Linked DNA regions of Sus scrofa: region 1 is linked to region 2. Evidence: chromatin contacts called from public promoter capture Hi-C data. All regions are on one chromosome and are shown on one strand. Each heading gives the region's core, a stretch centred on a gene start, on an enhancer-like site or on the middle of the called end of the contact. The rest is flanking DNA. Distances are from core to core; before and after follow the strand shown.

Region 1 (6,084 bases), core at 197-2,696, 190 kb after region 2:
TGCCATGAGCTGTGGTGTACGTTGCAGACGCAGCTCCAATCCCCAGTTGCTGTGGCTGTGGTGTAGGCCGGCAGCAGTAGCCTGGGAACCTAGCCTGAGAACTTGACCCCTAGCCTGGGAACTTCTATATGCCACAGCTGCAGCCCTATAAGCTAAAAGCAAAACAAACAAACAAGCAATGTCACAATCTGACATATAATGATCCTTAAAAAAAAAAATCCTTTTTTTGAGGCTGCGTGCACAGCTGTTTCCGAAATCCTACCTTATTGTTTTCAACTAAGAAAAATAATTTGTCACTTGTTCTGAAGATGGAGCCTTTTAAAATTCACCTACCATTAAGAAACTACTGTTTTCCCAAGTATGGTGCTCACCTGTGAATATAGGTCTGGGTATCAGCAAACAGGGCAGTGAATCAAGGAGCTAACATGTGGAAATGGCCCCTCTAGAAATCCAATGAAGTTAAAAATCCTGATAGTAAACCCCTCCTCAGAGACCCTCAAGAGAAGAGACTCTATTTCTAGAGAAGTACCTGGAGCCAAGAGGCTGCACACTCCAACACTGGGATTCGACACACAGCCACTGCCATGGAGACCAGTTTTCCCAACAAGCTCATCCTGTTGTCATCGGCTTTGTTCCCTTGGGGGCTGAAAAGGGATGAGAAGATAATCTGCCGGACAGAATCCTTGGTTTGCTCCTGGAAATAATTGCACATGATTTCAAGAAGTTGGAGCTCCTGAAGCGAATTCAATCTCTGCAAAACAAATCCAGGAGAAGCGATGACACATTTAGCCAATCTGTTCACACAGTAAAAACACAAAATACGCTACTTTCCCCCGGGAATTGTTCACCTCTTTGAATCCCGGGTCCCCGGAGTGGAACTCTACTGTTAATCTCAGAGAATGTCACTCTATGTCATTACGCATCATCCTGGGGTGTTTTTTAGATGACCTACTGCGGCTTAAGATTCTCCGTAACAGGTCTTTAAAGTCTCTTCCTTTCAACACCAAAGAGCCATGGCTGTCACACGCCCCGCAAAACGGAGCAAGGCCAAGCGCGAGAACGGAGCCCCTGAGAGCAAGGGAGTGTGTGGTCTGGCCGATGCATGTCACCGGGAGGGGGAAAGGGAGCCGGGGTTGCTGATCCGGCCGCCCGCCGCACCTTGGGCTGCGCGCCGCGCTCCTTGGGCACCTGGAACACGAACTCCTCGAGCAGCTCCACGGGGCCCTTGTCCACGATGGGCAGCGGCGCGCTCTGCAGCTGGCTGCTAAAGTAGATGTCCAGGTGGTACAGCACCTCCTTGGCGGCGCTGAGCGCGTCGCGGCGCAGCAGCGAGTGACGGATGTCGCTCATGGTGCGGCCGCGGCGGCCCGGGGCGCCGGGAGCGCGTCGGGACTTCCGCCCCGGGCCCCGCGGTCGCGCCCGCCGCTGCGGAGACAAAGAGGTCGCGACCCGGACTCCGCCCGCCGACCCCGTGCCTGGGCCGCGGCGCCCGCCCGCCCGCCGCCACCCGCTCGGGCTTGCTCAGGGGGCCATCGCCGGCGCCGGCGGCCAGCGGGCGCCCCGGCGGTGCGACTGCGGCGCGACCGAGAGCACTGGGAACCCGCCGCCGCTGAGCCGAACGGCGGCGGAAGACCGAGCGCGGCGACGGCGGCCCGCAGGGGCCAAGCGAAGGCGGCGGCGAGGGCCCGCCCTCGGCAGGGCGCCACCTGGCGGCGCGGCCCGCGGGCGCGGAAGGGGCCGCCCTGCGCCTGGGTTCCGCGCCGCCCCGCCGAGCTGGGGTGCCACACCCACCAGTGAGGGCCCCGGGGTCTTATCGATCCCGACTCCCGCAAGAGCCGCCCGAAGCTCCCCTGGCTTCCTCTGCCTGGGGTTCAAAGCATGTGACTGCAGCGAGCTTTTCCAAGGACAGGGATGGGCAGCAGGGCCCTGGCTCAGGCCTCAGCCACTCGTCTTAAAGGTGAAGATTGCATCTCCTCTGAACTCACAGGGCTGCAGTGACAGATAAGGCAGCCTATCACAGAGTCGCTATTCCCCAGTCCCCTCCAGAGGCCCGGCCTAGCCTGGGAGAGCCATGGGAATCAGGTGTCCTGCTCCTGAAGACTAAGACCGGAAAACCTAAAAACCCTCGGCACTTTGTATGAATCTCTTCCTGCCTTCATCCTCTGCAATCAATTCACTGGATGCTTAGCATGGGATTTTAAAAACAGGGCGGAAATTACGTGAATGTGGCCGCAAGAGGCCAGTGGAGGGCGAGCAAGAAGCCACAGGAATATGCCTTCTGTGAAAGCCCATTGTGGCCTGAGGGTGGGCCTACGTGAGGATGCTGGATGTGGTTAAGATAAAAAGAGTCTAGGGGTGGGGGGGAGCCGAGGCCTTTCCCTGGGAAAGACGGAAAGGACATCAAAGAGGGTGCAGCCAAGAGCACCTCCAAGGCACTGAGGGCCTCCGGCCTGTCAGGGGACACAGCCCTAAGGCTCCTCCTGTCCAGGAGCCCAGCAGACCAGGGTCAGCTGGAACCTCTGAGAAGCCAGTGTTGATCCCCTTGGCACCAGGACTTCAGGGATGCTCCTATCCATCTGGCTGAGTGAGCAGAGGGTAAGCAAGGGGCATTTCTGCCACAGGATTTATCAGCCTGGCACCTGGCAGGGATGGAGCCCTCAGTGGACACTAGTTTTCTCCTCCCCTCCTTAGCCACTGAAAGCCGATTCCTAAGTATAGCAGAAACGAGAAAAAAAAAAACCCAAAAACCAATGCTTAGAAAGTCAGCATACATATGTATAAATAATGTAGACTATATTTAAAAGGCAGTAACACTCTCCCACCCACCCCCCTTTTTTTTCCACTTTTCAGGGCCGCACCTGTGGCATATGGAAGTTCGCAGGCTAGGGGTCCAATCGGAGCTGTAGCCACCGGCCTACACCACAGTCACAGCAACGCCAGGTCTGAGCCGTGTCTTCAACCTACACCACAGCTCACGGCAACGCCGGATCCTTAACCCACTGAGCGAGGCCAGGGACCGAACCCACCAGCTCAGGGATGTTAGTTGGGTTCGTTAACCACTGAGCCACGAAGGGAACGCCACTCTTCCCATTCTTATTTCTTCTTTCTTTCATAATGTGCAGCAGCAGGTAGAAAGATCTCCTGAAGGTTGCTCCAAAGCCCACGGCAGTACGCGTTCCGGTAAACCCGGGGCTCTGCTGATGGGGTCTGGGCCGCGTGGGGGCAATGCTGGCACCAGGCCCGGTCGCCTCGGTACCACTCGTTAGTGGTCTGGTTGGTGGCAGCCAGGTAGAGAGCAAAGCACAGGTAGCCCCCCAGGAGGAAGCTCAGCACCAGGACAAAGCCCAAAAGGAAGACGATCCTCGGGAAGGTCAGGAACAGGTACTGGGGACGAAGAGGAAGCAGCATGTTAGGCAGCGAGGCTGTGACACGCGGCAGGGCCAGCACCCACCCGCCACGGTCTGATCCACACATCTGCTCCCCAGCTCCACCTCCGTACACATCCGACCCAGCGACCGCAAGTCAGAACCATCAACGGCCCAGCAAGAAATCCTACTACGTACAGGAGTCTCACGTGGGATAAGTGCAGTATGTACGGAGAAGGAAATGGGAAAGGCAGCATACTCAGGAGACGGTGCTCTGCCAGTTAGCTGTTTACAGAGTAAACCGAGAAATAAACGTTGATCTTAGGTCAAGCGTTAACATGAATTCCAGGTGGACAGAAGAGATCATTTTCTCTGAAAACCATCTGACCACAGAAATATGGGGACAGGGGTATTCACTGTAGCACTGATTTTGTGTGTGTGTGTGCTTTGTCTCTTTAGGGCCACACCCACGGCATTTGGAGGTTCCCAGGCTAGGGGTCCAATCAGAGCTGTAGCTGCCAGCCTACACCACGGCCACAGCAACACAGGAGCCGAGCCCAATCTGCGACCTACACCACAGCTCAGGGCAACTCTGGATCCTTAACCCATTGAGTGAGGCCAGGGATCGAACCCACAACCTCATGGATACTAGTTGGGTTCGTTAACCACAATGGGAACTCCCACTGTAGCACTGATTTTTTTTTTTTTTTTTTTTTGCCTTTTCGAGGGCCGCTTCCCGCGGCATATGGAGGTTCCTAGGCTAGGGGTCGAATCAGAGCTGTAGCCACCGGCCTACGCCAGAGCCACAGCAACATGGGATCAGAGCCGCATCTGCAACCTACACCACAGCTCAAAGCAACGCCGGATCCTTAAACCACTGAGCAAGGCCAGGGATCGAACCCGCAACCTCATGGTTCCTAGGCAGATTCGTTAACCACTGCGCCACGACGGGAACTCCTGTAGCACTGATTTTAATACTCCCTCTTTCTGAAAGAAACAAGTTTAATACCCGTCTATGGAGTGGCACCATCACGGTGCAGTGGAAATGAATCTGACTAGGAAACATGAAGTTGCAGGTTCGATCCCTGGCCTCGCTCAGTGGGTGAAGGATTCGGTGTTGCTGTGAGCTATGGTGTAGGTCACAGAGGCGGCTCAGATCCTTCATTGTTGTGGCTGTGGTGCTGGCCAGCAGCTGTAGCTCCGATTGGACCCCTAGCCTGGTAACCTCCATATGCTGCAGGTGCGGCCCTAAAAAGCAAAAAAAAAAAAAAAAAAAAAAAAAAAAATCCATCCACGAGGAAGAGAAAGACGCTGGACAGTCATATGATGGAACAATAAGGAGACATTACAATGAGCTCAATGTCTATGTACTAATGTGGGAAAGATGTTGGTGATATATTGCCCAATGAGAAAGACAAGATGCAAAAAATCACCATGGAATCCTATTTATATAAAAACAAAAGAAATTCAATGAAGGCGTATGGTATATATACACAGAAGGGAAAAAGCATGAAATACACACACCAAACTATAGGAACGGTTGCCTCTGGGGAGTGAAACTGTGGGAGGGGAGAGCCATCACTCCCAGCTTTCACTTCAGTGGTTTTGCAAAATGTTTTCAAGTTTCTTTTTCCCCAGCTTTACTGAGATGTAACTGACATATAATATTGCGCAAGTTCAAGGTGTACCACATACCACATAAGGACGGTGTATCAGCTCATTAGTTAACACACCTGTCACCTTACAGAGTTACAATTTGCGTATGTGTGTCTGGTGAGAGTGCTTAGGAGCAACTGTGGAATAGACAGCAAGCGCTGGTAACTATGTTGCGGTGCTGTGAGTTACCTGCCGGGACTCCAGGACTCACTCACCTTCCCGCGGGACTCTGTCCCCTCTGACTGCCTTTACTTATTTTTCCCATTGCGCCTCCTCCCCCCCATTTCATTTTAAACTGTTCTGGACCCCTTGCTTTTTTTTTTTTTTTTTTTTTTTTTTTTTGCTTTTTAGGGCCACACTTGAGGCATATGGAGATTCCCAGGCTAGGGGTTGCATTGGAGCTACAGCTGCCAGCCTACGCCACAGCCACGGCATCAGATCCGAGCCACGTCTGAGACCTACACCACAGCTCACGGCAATGCCGGATCCTTACCCCACTGAGCGAGGCCAGGGATCGACCCGCCAGCTCACGGTTCCTAGTCAGATTCGTTTCCCCTGCACCACAATGGGAACTCCCACTTGGATTTTTACAAACCATTTTTTATGACAGACAAAATAAAGATGTTTGAAAGAGTTCAGTATTTTTTAAAGTTAGCAAAAGAAAAGCAGATATTTACCAAAATTATTTATTTATTTAGCCTTTTCTAGGGCTGCTCCCACAGCATATAGAGCTTCCCAGGCTAGGGGTCCAGTTGGAGCTGTTGCCACTGGCCTATGCCAGAGCCACAGCAACTCGGGATCCGAGCTGCGTCTGTGACCCGCACCACAACTCACGGCAATGCCAGATCCTTAACCCACTGAGCAAAGCCAGGGGTCGAACCCACAACCTCATGATTCCTAGTCGGATTTGTTAACCACTGAGCCATGACGGGAATTCCACCAAAATTCTTGATGGGGGCGTATTTTCTAACTGAAGTTACAAAGAGAAGAGATGTGATGAGGAAAAATGTCTAAATATTTTTATACAAACAAAGAGACACACAAATAGAAAACAGAACAAGAA
Region 2 (6,660 bases), core at 1,393-3,892:
TTCCATGAGTTTGGAGGTAACAGATGTCAAAGGCAGATGAAGGGCCACGTGAGCTAAGGAGTGGAAGATGCCCGCTGGACTTGACTATCGTTATTCACTGCTATTCTTTACCAACAGATTCCGGAGAGTGGAAGGAGAAAACCTAGGCATGAAGAGCTGAAATGGGAATGGAGAGTGAGAACACCTTTACTGGAGAATATCTGCCTGCACTGTTGGCTGTGCAACCCCAAAACCACGCTGACAGAAACATGTGAAGGATGAGCAGGCCATTCCATGATTTACATTTTGTCTCTGGACTGAACAGTAAAAATGGCAATGGGTCTACTAGGATCAACATACTCTGGAGCCTGGAAAAATCACACATACCAAGTTCCCCTTGGGCAGCTGGCCCTCTGCTTAGATAAGCAGTAGTATAAGCCATATACTGCAATGATTTCATGGCTGTTATTGGGAGAGCTAGCCACAATTACACCAACTTCAAAAAACGTTTTTTCCTAGGAAATCTTTAAAACCCATGAGCAACAAAAATAGGTTCTTATTAGTCAACACAAATCACATAATGGATAGCATTTTCCTTTATCTCTAACTGCCAAGAACATCAGTGCTATTTGCAGCTCAACTTGAATAGCCCTGAAGTATCCTACTCCCTATAAATCGGACTTGTATTCAACCAAGTCTAAGTGCCCACCTACCCTTTAACAACTGTATTTTACACGATTGTCATAGTTTCTCTATTTCTACCTTTCCCTCTTAAAGCATGGACCTTTCTAAACCTCCTAAAATGCATTACAAAACAAAGTGGGGTAATAAATACACAGACAGGAAAACTCACCTGGGGTTCATTCATTTTCTGCTGCTCTTGGTAAAGCATAAGCTATCAAGTGGACCTAGAGAAAAGGAAGTAAGTGACTGTAATTATGAGTGACCTGGCCTGACTAAGCAGTAACTTCCTACAAGAAAACCACCCAAGAAAGCTCAATAAAATGACACCCTATGAATATGAACAGAGGCCAAAAGGGTCACACAGGAGAAATACACAACACAATCAGGTCACTGACATTACTGAATACAAACGATGACTCCATTAAATAGAAAGCGCCCCCCCCCCAAAAAAAATCCCCCTGTAACACTGCTTAACTATTTCCTTACTGCTTCTTTAAATTGCTTAAAATCAAGGAGTTCGCTGGTGCCCTAATGGTTAAAGATCTGGTGTTGTCACTGCTGTGGCTCCAGTCACTGCTGTGGTGTGGGTTCAAGCCCTGACCCTGGAACTTCTGCATGCCCTCGGCACAAGAACCTAAAAAATAAAAATAAAAAATAAAAAATAAAAAAAAATCGCTTAGGGGAGTTCCCGTCGTGGCGCAGTGGTTAACGAATCCGACTAAGAACCATGAGGTTGCAGGTTCGGTCCCTGGCCTTGCTCACTGGGTTAGGGATCCGGCGTTGCCGTGAGCTGTGGTGTAGGTTGCAGACGCGGCTCGGATCCCACGTTGCTGTGGCTCTGGCGTAGTCAGGTGGCTACATCTCCGATTGGACCCCTAGCCTGGGAACCTCCATATGCCGCAGGAGCGGCCCAAGAAATGGCCAAAAAAAAAAAAAAAAAAAAAAAAAATCGGTTAAAATCAAAGATTCCACAGGAACAGAGAATGTGAGCTCTCAAAAGTGGGATAACTGTGCATCAAAGCACAGTATTGTTGTGTACATTATCTGACTGAACTTGGCTACCTTGGCACTTTAAAAGTTTTTAATTAAGAAAACTCTAATACAGTGGACAGAACACTGGCCTGGAAGTTTGAGTCCTGTTACCAATCCCACCTACAGACCCGGTGACCTGGCACAAGAATCTCCCTTCTCATGCCCAATCTCCTCCACCCTCAACCGAGGAGGCAGGACAGATGCCTCGCAGACTCATCCTGCACCCCACTGTGTGGTTCTACAGGGCAGAACCCAGGGGAGTCAGCGGACACTTAGGTTACAGAACCAAGATGCTGATGGGCCTTTAGAGACCCGGCGGAATCCCGAGAGGACGGGAGGAGGAGGGGTGTGTAGCCCCCAATCCCCCAGGACACCCAGAACTCCCAAGTCCTAAGGGAGCGCCCATCTGGGACAGCCGCCCCCTCCATCTCCGGGTAGCGGTCAAACTCTCCCGCTCGCTCTCTTGGGTGGCCCGGGGAGAGCGCCCCTCAACCCCGCTTTGGCGTCAGGGTCGACCAATGCCCGGAGGCCCCCAGACGCAAGACTTACCCCCTGGGACTCGCTGACCCGCCCCGAGCTCCCGAGGCTCCGGGCCAGGGGCTGCCCCTCCGGCGAGCTCCTTTCCCTGGGTTCCTCCTCTCCGCCTCTGGAGGCCGCTGGGCCCGAAGGGCCGGTTCTGGGCCTACAACACAGGCTCCCTTCAGGCGAACTCCCTCCCGGAGCCCAAATCGGCCTTCGGGGGCCTCAGTGTGCCGCGTGCTGAAGCCGGTCGGCCCGGGCTCCGCCGCCCCTGCACCGCCGCCCTCCAGACTCCTCCGGCCCAGGCCGCAGGCCGGGAATCCTCGCCCGCCAGAGGCCAGAGACTGGGAACGAGGGACAGCTGTGACCTGGGCACCGACAGGAAGCGACTGCGGCGCGGCGCGGCGCGGCGCGGCGCTGGTGCGCGTGCGCGAACACGCACCCAGGGCGAGGCGCACAAACACAGCAGGGCGCCGGAAGTCCGCCTGGCAGGGCCCGCAGCGGGGAGCCAGACAAGCTCCAGGACTCTATTGCCCATAAGTCTCCGCTCCGTCAAGATAGGGAACGTCGTAAATGTCTTCACCTCAACTGGAGGTTAAGCGATGCTGTGCTGAGAGCATTGGCCTCCCGGACCAGGGAATCAGGGTCCCTTTAATTTAAGGGAACGTCTGTAATGTCACCTCTTCTCTAGGTGTCTTGCCTGATTGGGACCTGGTGCCCTAATCTTTTCCATACCTTGAGTATTTAAGGCTTAAAATCAGTAGCTACATACAAATATGATAAATAAAGGAAAAAGGGGCGTTCCCGTGGTGGCTCAGTGGTTAACGAATCCGACTAGGAACCATGAGGTTGAGGGTTCGATCCCTGGCCTTGCTCAGTGGGTTGAGGATCCGGCATTGCCGTGAGCTGTGGTGTAGGTTGCAGACGCGGCTCGGATCCCACATTGCTGTGGCTGCGGTGTAGGCCGGCGGCTACAGCTCTGATTGGACCCCTAGCCTGGGAACCTCAGTATGCCCCGCGAGGTGCCCAAGGAAAAACAAAAACAGTAATTCTTGTGTTGTTGTTGTTGTTGTTGTTGCTATTTCCGCTCAGGCATGTGAGTTCCAGGCTAGGTTGAATCGGAGCTGTAGCCACCGCCTACACCACAGCCACAGCAACGCGGGATCCCAGCCGAGTCTGCAACCTACACCACAGCTCGTGGCAACGAGCTAACCCACTGAGCAAGGGCAGGAACCGAACCCGCAACCTCATGGTTCCTAGTCGGATTCGTTAACCACTGCGCCACGACGGAATTCCCAAAACAGTAATTCTGTGTGTTCTTTTGTGCATGTGTGTTCACTTGCCAGGGATCAGTTCCAGGAAAGTACATCTCAGTTAGTTGTAACTGAGCAGGATCCTGTGTGGTCTTTCCTCAACAGCCCCTCTTCCCCACCCCACCCCACCCCACCCCAATGTCCTCTGCCTGCTTTGTAGTTGTTTGTAGAAAATCTTTAGCCTCCTTGGCCTTCCCCAAGTTGCAAAGAATAATTTTAAACCAAGAAGTGAGAAAATGCAAAAACAAAGGAAAACAGTCGTGTAAGACAAAATAATAATACTTTAGCCATTAAACAAAGTCAAGGACTTTATTTCCGCCTCAAAGGCTGTAGATAATATTCTGAGCCATATCATTTGAGCTATTTTGCAGATACTGAAGTCCCCACCAGGTGGAAGAAGCCAACTGTATGCTGCCCATAAGCATGTAAACCCCAGACCAAGTGGAATCAGAAAGGTGTTGATGTTGACTTCCAGTTACCTCACCACCAACCAGTCAGAAGAATGTCCGTGGGCTGATCATGCACCCCCCACAACACTCTCCTCAGCATGTAGCCCCTTCCTCTGTTTCCTACGTAATTTCTTAACAAAACCTGGGGAGGGGGGAGTTGGTTCTTTGGGACATGAGTCAACCTTCTCCCCAGGATTGCCAGCTTCTGCAATAAAGCTCTTTCCTTTTACCCAACACTTGTTTCTCAGTATTGGATTCTTTAACAATGAGCAGCTAAACCTGGGGTTGGTGACAGAGTCACCGTTCCTTCATTTTGAATTTTGGTTTATTATTTAGGTACCCATAGTACTTTCTTCCATTTTTTTTTCTACTCTTATTTCTCTCCTTCAGTATCTTCTCCTTGTTTCCTACTCTAAGACTCTAGCCAGGATCCACCTAATCTTCTATCTTTTTTTCTATGTGGAAAGTAACTCAGGATTATTTTTCAGAGTTAAGGAATGTAGTCGAATAATCACAACCCCATTAACAATATCTCATTTGACAGCAAACAGGCAAAGCAGACTGATAACCACCACACACATCACGAATGTGAGAAGATGTCCATCTTTATTATATTTCTTCAAAACCTACATTGCACAGTCCTCTTTAATAACCAAAGACTACATGCAAACATACTGAGATTAGTTTTTAAAAATTATACCTAAATTCCCACAATTCAAAAATGAAGACTAAAAAATAAAAATTTATTTACAAGAACTGGAAATAAATACTGGAATATATTTATTCTAGCTATAAGTAGAGTGGATATATTATGTAAATATAATAGATGAAAACACAAAAACCTCTCTTGAAAATGTAAATACAATTGTATTGACACATATATAACAGCTATAATACTCATCACAGAACTTTGTAGGAATAACATATTTTCAAAATAATGACTATTTCAAAGCTATTTAAAATACATAAACATAAAAGTAAATATAATAATTTTATAGGCAACCTTTTCGAGATAAGCCAATAAAAATTATGACATATATTAAGTCATCTATCACAGTCCTAGGGCTCTAATTTTATATTTTAAAGTAATTCCCTCCCATCCTGACCTCCCACACTCCACTTTCAAATGGTTCCAGGCTGGGGCAATCAAGTATATATAAAAAAACTGGCAAAAACAAACAAATAAACAAACAAAAAAACTGGGACTTTCAATGTCTATCTCGGGGGAGATTTGAATGAAATGATTTGGAAAATTGTGGCAGTGCCTTAGGAAAGGATAGATCCTGGGGGAAAAAAAAAACACTGATTTATTATTGTCCCACCACAAACTCCTGGAACCACACCCTTCTTCTAGGAGTACAAAACAATAGCGCCATCCAGATCATTCTAGGAGATGCTGGGTTCCTTCCTGTTATCTGCACAAGGGGCATCTATCCTCCTTCCTCATGGCGGTCTTCCCTGTCTGGATTGACTTCCTCTGAACATTGGCATCTCCCCTGGGCTCTGTGATCTGGAATTAAGAGAAAAGAACGAGGATGTCAGATTTCAAAGAGGCAGCACTCCAGATACAAAGATTATTCACGTTCTCAGTCAAGTCTAAGCACAGTTTAGATTAACTCATAATGCCAATTTTATCTCAACGTCTCCATTCTAAAACCCAATCCTGAAGCACGGTTCTCAAGTGTTATTCTTGGACTTTGCCGACCCTGAGTTCAAGGATGTCTGAATACACCTGAGGTCAGTGCTGGTAATCTGCTTTAGAGCAAAAACTCTAGCTGATTCTGCTCAGGGAGTTAGCCCTTAGAGAACGCTGCTCTAGTCTTAACTCACTGTGGGTCTTTAGTACCACTTAAAATCTGAACTTCTAACCACGCTACAAACATCACCAATGAGTTAACATGATGAACCATGAGACCTGATGCCCGATAGCTAACCCTAACCCTTGATCCTAATACTTTAACCATGATACTTAGTACTAAGCCTGGTTGGTGTTATGGTCTGAGTGTTTGTGTGCCCCAAATTCAGGTGCTGGAATCCTAACACCTAAGGTGAACGCATTAGGAGGTGGGGCGTTTGGGAGGCGATTAGGTCATGGGGGGAGCCCTCATGAATGGGCTGAGTACCCGTATAAAAGAGACTGTTGCCTGCTGATTATAAGCAGTAGTATTGTTATTGAAGCTCAAATGGACTAAGACAGCCAGTTCACAAGAGTTCAATCAAAACTTTGCTTTATCTTCTGTCCAAATCTATAACTCTAATGTGTTGATTGTAATAAGCCATGATGAAGACAGCATTTCTTAACCTTCACTCCTTCTGATAAACTCCCTTGACCATAAACTTGGAAGGTGGAGAAAGACCTAACTGGACAAGGGAGTGGTTGGTCAGAAGTGGTAGGTCAGGGGAAATAAAGAGCCACAGGTGATGTGGCCATAAGCAATTTAAAAGTAAATTGGGATGAAAAGAAAGCCAGTCCTAATGTATCTCTTATTACTGAACATGTAGGCTGTTCCACCTAAGATCCTGTTGGGAGACATGTACCCTGTTGCAGATAAACCCCTGGATTCGATATCCCTGAGGGAGGTAAGACCACAAATGAAATAAAAAACAGAAGCTCAAAACATAATATATGGAAAAAATTGGAAACATATTCACTTTTCACAAAAATCAACCTTCCGTTAAAGCTC

The links. Promoter capture Hi-C pulls out the DNA fragments that hold promoters and counts their contacts.
Region 1: a promoter capture Hi-C map of liver shows a contact between it and region 2, with 4 times the contacts expected there. The contact joins the promoter of C3H7orf26 here to the promoter of RBAK in region 2. A contact is called at or near these places in 1 of 5 promoter capture datasets (liver) and 2 of 2 datasets of contacts at active chromatin or transcription factors (alveolar macrophages and skeletal muscle).

What each region holds. Positions count from the first base shown.
Region 1 is chr3:4,625,527-4,631,610 of Sscrofa11.1, forward strand. It overlaps C3H7orf26, which reads right to left and starts at 1,447. Exons shown (of 6, transcript XM_021086073.1): 1 at 1,159-1,447; 2 at 530-751. The coding sequence starts at 1,350. ZDHHC4 (a long non-coding RNA gene) reads right to left here. Exons shown (of 8, transcript XR_002342216.1): 8 at 2,769-3,384.
Region 2 is chr3:4,437,301-4,443,960 of Sscrofa11.1, forward strand. It overlaps RBAK (RB-associated KRAB zinc finger protein), which reads right to left and starts at 2,643. Exons shown (of 5, transcript XM_021086052.1): 1 at 2,245-2,643; 2 at 833-887. The coding sequence starts at 871. It overlaps LOC100520556 (speedy protein E4-like), which reads right to left. Exons shown (of 7, transcript XM_005653055.3): 7 at 4,581-5,486.